Linked DNA regions of Sus scrofa: region 2 is linked to region 1. The links are chromatin contacts, called in public Hi-C maps. All regions are on one chromosome and are shown on one strand. The core of a region is the stretch at or near the end of the contact, and the rest is flanking DNA. Distances in the headings are between cores, read along the strand shown.

Region 1 (3,172 bases), core at 241-2,740:
GCTTCCTGTCCCCATTGAGTATCCTTTAGTCATCCGGGTTGGCTTTACGTTGTTTTGTTTTGTTTTCCTGGGCAAAGATGGTACGCTACACACCCCATCTTTCTTTGGAACACTGGAATAGGAAACGAGAACCCTAGATTCCAAACGTTTGTCTACTGCTAAATAACAACGTAGTCTTGAAAAGGTCATTTCAAACTCCCTGTGTAAAGGGCTTACACAGGGCCTGGTACATAGTTAATGCTTTTAAAATGTTGGCTCTTATTATAATTCATCATTAATTGTTTTTTCCATCCCTTAACTTCTTTGCCTGAGAAATGAAACTTGAAGGTCCCTTCTTTTGCTCGAATTCTTTGGTTCCACTTGTCTGTGACGCAGCTCCTTGCTACGTTTCAGCGTTCCATTAGTATCTACATGTCTGAGCATGTGAGGTATGGATGCTTTCATGTCTTGAACGTTAAGAAAAGGCTTTTCTTTTCACAAAGCATGCAGTATGACATCCTTTTGGGATCCATGTGTTTGCCAAGCCCCATCAGAATTGGGGTGGAGTAGGAAGAAAGTGGGAGTTCTAGAGCCAAAAATAGCCCTGATCATTGGTCTGTACCATTTTATGGTATCCCAGTCATTTCTACATTTTCAGTCTGAAAAACTGATGAAAAATGTCCCTAAAGGAAAAAATCACATCATAACACTATCTTCCCATGCAGAATCGCTTAAAATAGTTGGAATAAAACTGGAACCTGACTTTGTTCTTTTGGTGACTGGAAGTAGTTCCAAGAGGCCTCTATTAATGCCCGTGTCACTGCTGAGTCAGAAGCCAGTGGCTTTAAGGCCAGAAAACCATTTGTTCGTTGTATTGTCTGGGGGCTTCCCGGGTCCCCGGCAGCTGCCATGGCTGCTGCTCCTCCCGCTGCTATGCCCGGTCTGTAAGATGGACAAATTCAGAACCAGACTTCCACATTACTGCTTCTGGATGTCAAAGCAATCCATGATGAACTCCCATCTTCCCTACCCCGATGAAATATATTTTGTATGCATGTGATCGTGACGAAGGAACTACCAAGAGGCAGACATACTGGTGACCCTCTCGTTAAAAGTAAAAGCAATCTCAACTGAAACCAGCTTGTCAGACACCAGTCCTTCCCCTGCTTTTCCTTGCTGACGCCACCTGGGCCATCTGTCCACTTTTGGCACCAGTGACATTGCTGGTGCCCCTTAGTACGTGAGCCCGTGCGATGAACCAGAAGGAACCTTTGACAAACATGTTTGACTTGCTTCCAAGAGAATGCCACTTTTTCTGCTGGCAAAGGCCTGACAGAGATCTTAGGGTGCCAGCAGAAAAGAAGCCATGAAGTTCAATATGTTTTGTGCCTTGAGATTGTACTTTTTAGTTTCTGGCATTGATTCATTGAAATGATGTTGTTTTCTCTGAATGCATTACTTTGGCATAGAGAACAGGGACAATGCTGCACCCTAGTGTCACTTCTGAAGTACTTGAAGATGATTTCCGTCCCAGTCATCACGCCATTTATAGGTTTTATGCTCTGTCAGTCTTTCCAGTACAAATGTCAGCTTTTAAGGCTTATATTCAGCTGTCCAAATACTGAAATTGGAGGCAAGTGCTTTTTAATGGACCTATCAGAATTCCACAACCCTCATATCTAGGCTGTAAAAGTTCACACTGGGTAGTAAACTGGATATTTTTTAAAGGAGAGCCATATTCACATTCTCTTAAGGGGAAAAATATTTCTGTTTTTAGGAAGATTTATACTTTCAAAGAACAGCAAGTCCTTTGAAAGTGAAACTGAATGTTTTTAGCCTGTGACATTTGAGAGCATTTTTGAGAGCAGAGTCATAGTTAAATGGAAACAAAATACTGGATTTAGAATAAGTTCACTCCCGGCTCTGGGCCGAACTCCCTGCGTATGACTTTGGCAGTTCATTTTATTCCTCATCCTCAGTTTTCCCATCTATAAAATAAATAATAATACCTGACCTATATGTCTCAGGAGGTAGTTTTGCAGGTCAGAGGAGGGGGTTGATTTAAAAATACTTATAAAGTTATTTATATAAACAGGTATATATATGTATGTATGTATACATCGCACATGTCTGTACATACCGGGACACTGTTTTTCTGAGGGCTTTTGGGCTTCGTGGGCTTTTGGCCCATATTTCCAGATTTAACTTAACATAAATATATTCAGAACTGCAAATAAAGATTTTAAGTTCTTACTGAGTAGTCATAATCAATTTCTAGGTGACTGGGGATAATATGCACAGATATTGATGTAAAAATGGCTACAAGGGAGTTCCCATTGTGGCTCAGTAGGTTAAGAACCTGACTAGTATCCATGAGGATGTAGGTTCAATCCCTGGCCTCGCTCAGTGGGTCAAGGATCCCATGTTGCTGCACGCTGCGGTGTAAATCACAGATGCAGCTCAGACCCCAAGTTACTGTGGTGTAGGCCAGCGGTTATGGCTCCAATTTGACCCCTAGACTGGAAACTTCCATATGTTACAGATGAGGCTCTAAAAGGACCCCAAAAATGGCTAAAAGGCAAATATGATGAAAGACAGTTTTTAAAGTTATTTATAAGCATTCTTCTGTTCTTCTGCCTGACCCATTCTATCCAAATACTTAAACACATTTATTTCCTTTAATAATTAATGGTAATATTTTTGTTTTCTTCTTTTTCTTCTTTTTCTAGATCTTTCCCTTAAACACATGTGTGTTGCTTGAGTTGTCATTTTCATTCATTTGTTCCGGTAAAAATGTCTCAGAGTCTGTCTTTATCTCAGTAATATGTCTCTCCCAGCATGTCAACAGAGGCAGGATTGCAGTATCTTCCCCTAGACGCCCAATGACAGGTGCAGTTATAATACAGGTGTCTGCTTTTCCCAGGTGAGGTCTGTCACCTGGGCTCTGTTTGGAGGGAAGGGAAGGGGGACAAAGCCCTACAGAAATGTTGGGACATTTCCCACTATGTGTTCCTGAGCACCAGAGACCCATTCAGGAGAACACCTGGGGCCTTAGTTCCAGCAAAGGCAGGCCCAGAAGACTGTAATCCTGGCCAGCACCATTTCTAACTGTACTCAAAACAGTGTGCTCAGTATCTGGACAGCCATATACTCTGTCCACTAGACTGTAATGTTTTAGTTCAGAGTTCATCAG
Region 2 (3,172 bases), core at 413-2,912, 170 kb before region 1:
AAAAAAAAAAAACGTCTCCCAGCAAGTCGGGGAACTGGTGTGGTCACCTAGAGGGAACTGCTACTGTTTATGTGCTTGAGTTCAATTAATTCAGTTTGTCTAATACATAAGATATATTTGAGGTCAGATACTGCTATTTCAAAGTGTTTATAGATGTCTTAGGACTGTTTTTTTGTTGTAACTAATAAAACCCAACTCAAACTGAGTAAGCACCAAAGCAGCATTACTGGCTCACATTAGCAATAAATCCGGGGGTAGGCTTGGCACAGGTGGGTCCAGGTACTTAAACAGTGTCATCCAGAATCTCTTGCCTGTCAGCTCTCTGTTCAGGCTCTCCTCAGTGTTGGCTGTGTTCCATGGAGGGCTCATGAAAATGGTGGCAAAGACGGCCACTAGCAGCTGCAGGCTTATCCATTGCCAGGTTGGTAATCCTGGAATAAAGAGAGCTCTACTTTCCCAGAAGTTCTAGTAAAATTCCTGGGACCAGTTCTGGGTCTGTCCTTCCCTGAATCAATCACTGTCACTCTGTTTGTTCAGGGTAGGTTACCTGCCATCCTGCCCCTGTGCCCCCACAACTACACTGCCTGAGTATGGAATAGGAGTGGCTCTTCAACAAAAAATGAGGATGTGGCCAAGAATGGTAACAGATGTTGGAAAGGCAGACATCCCAGATGTCTACTGTGATAAGATCTAGAATGAATTTACTCTGATGTTGATATATAAAGCTCCATATAGTGTTTGTAGAATTTATTTGGAATTAATACATTGCCATATATCACTGTTTGTCCTTTTACATGCAATCGTCTCTCCCCCAACTGGACAGAAAGCTCTTAAAAAGTACCTGTCTTAGACCTGTTGGACTCTCTAAAACCCACTACAGTGCCTGCACGTGGTAGGTACTGATGCATGTTTGCAGATGCTGCACAGTGGGGATTTCCTTCCAGCAGCATAGCATGCTGGTTACTTTGGTGGCAAATACTTCTGGAATTACCCCATTCAGTGCTGGTTGAGAATACATGAACACACACAGTCCATATTTAATGAGCCAAAGGAGAGCACCCTGGCCAGTATCTAGTAGTGTAGGGTTAGTAGGATGTGTGGACATAAATTTGGTGCATGCATGCTATAACCTTAGAATATGCTTCATGGACTACAAAGGAAGAGGGTAGAGATTTTTAAAAAAATTCTCCTCAATTCTGAAGACTGGCCATAGTTCAAATAAAATTTTGTTTAGCACCCCTAGGCCTCTGTGCCAGACATCTCACAGCTCTTGAACTATTTTATGTCCAAACATTCAAGCGTCTGGAAAAAAAGTGACAGGAAAAAAAAAAAATCCTCATAGAACTTCCTGTGACAGGTCAAAGTTTAATCACAGCAAATAACGCAGATTTCCCTTTTGTTATAACCACAATAGAAAGGCAGGGCGTGTGTTTACAGAGCATGTTGTTTGGGAAACCTTTGTAAATCGCAATCTTTGGAAATCCCAAGCCTATTGGATGTAATCCCATCCATTGGATGAAGAGAGTTTGCCTATGCAATAGATCCAGAATAGCAAGTTAAATGGAGACCGTCAACAGGAAGGAGTTGTTCCAAATTACAGTGGGTCGGATGCAGAGTTAATTCATGGAGATATTTTGTTATGAGATAATTACATCACTAGGACAGCTGGAAAGCTGAGTGCTGTGCTGGACCGCAGCGCTTGCTCTCTGCCCTGCAGCTGGGAGGTCAGGACAATGGAGACAGGGAGAGGACTTATTTTATGGGATAGTTAGGGGCTTGGCTGACTTAATTGTGAAATGATAACAACCTATCTGCCTTTTTTCGGATTGTGTTTGCACAGCTAAACCGGATTCATAGGCTCAGTGAATGCTGAGAACCCCTTTTTGATTCTACTTTTTTGAACATTCGCTTGGATCCCATTAAGCCAAGCTCTAATGGATAGATATTGAATGATAGTTTTTTGTTTCCTCTAAAAGTCAACTGAGATAGTTTGTTCATCTTCAATACAAGGTGATAGTTCTCTTATGAAACTGTAGTCATTCAGTCACTGAAGTGCTATTTTTGTCAGTTTACTAAATAGCAAAAAAAAAAAAGTTTTAGAGAGTTTTAAGATGTTGGTCAACACAAGGAATCAAACAGTTGAAGTTATTTTTCCAGTGTTTATGTTCAGATGTTCAGACCTGTCTGGCTCTTTTGTTTTGCAAGTGTACGGGTTATAGGCAGCTTGGCTGCATTCCTCATTGATTTATATAAATATATTACAGATTGTTAACCTCCTGCCAAATACCAGGGATTTCAGTTGTTGATTAGCTCAGTTGCTTAATGTGAGACTTTTTTGTTATGTTAAAGCATCTGTCTTCTCTTTATTGCCACCAAAGTGATTATTATTTGCTCTGGGGTAGCTCCAGATGGAGTCATTGTAGACAAGAAAGCATCAAAAATATTATGTTCTAAACATTGCTAAGATTAATATTTATAGCTCTTGATTCAAAATGCATTTTCTGGAGTTCCCATCATGGCCCAGCGGTTAATGAATCCGATTAGGATCCATGAGGATATGAGCTTGATCCCTGGCCTCGCTCAGTGACTTAAAGGATTCGGCCTTGGTGGTGTAGGTCGCAGACAAGGCTGGGATCCTGAGTTGCAGTGGCCATGGTGTAGGCTGGCGGCTGCAGCTCCAATTCAACCCCTACCCTGGGAACTTCCATATGAGTTCGGCCCTAAGAAGCAAAAAAAAAAAAAAAAAAAAGCATTTTCTACTCACTGTGTCTAATGTAAATTACTTTTAGTACGATAATGTTTACTAAACAACTAAGAACTTTATGTTTTCGTATAAATATTTCCCCGGATGTCTTCTGAGATGGTCCTGGGTCTGTAGGATGTTGATGGCCAGCATTGGAACCCCAAACCTACAGGGTCTTCTAGGTCTTTGACTTCCCTTGATGTCACTTTTAAATTTCTAAGGAACCTGTAATATGCTCCATTTCCCAAATGAAATTAATAACAGCACTTTCAAAAAAATAAAAGGAATTATCTCCTTAAATCAACATGAGTCGTTTCTACCGGATACCTTTTTTTTTTTTTTTTTTGTAGCCTGGAAGGATATGTAATTATATACATTAACATTTTATACAAGAAAGTTTTACTCTGTGTCTCTTTAAATATGTGTCTT

The links. A called contact is a pair of places that touch in the nucleus more often than the background predicts.
Region 2: a contact with region 1 is called in a Hi-C map of skeletal muscle, with 3 times the contacts expected there. The contact joins two enhancer-like sites. A contact is called at or near these places in 1 of 47 Hi-C or Micro-C datasets (skeletal muscle) and 2 of 2 datasets of contacts at active chromatin or transcription factors (alveolar macrophages and skeletal muscle).

Annotation. Positions count from the first base shown.
Region 1 is chr9:72,528,194-72,531,365 of Sscrofa11.1, reverse strand. The region is part of intron 6 of CDK6 (a long non-coding RNA gene); the gene reads left to right. Among named protein-coding and RNA genes, the nearest start is that of FAM133B, 26 kb to the right of the region's middle. Within about 2 kb of position 1,490, at least 32 of the 83 cell types and tissues checked have an H3K27ac peak or open chromatin away from gene starts, as enhancers often do. A contact at or near this core is called in skeletal muscle, where this site is marked.
Region 2 is chr9:72,700,906-72,704,077 of Sscrofa11.1, reverse strand. The region is part of intron 2 of CDK6 (a long non-coding RNA gene); the gene reads left to right. Among named protein-coding and RNA genes, the nearest start is that of CDK6, 63 kb to the left of the region's middle. Within about 2 kb of position 1,662, at least 11 of the 83 cell types and tissues checked have an H3K27ac peak or open chromatin away from gene starts, as enhancers often do. A contact at or near this core is called in skeletal muscle, where this site is marked.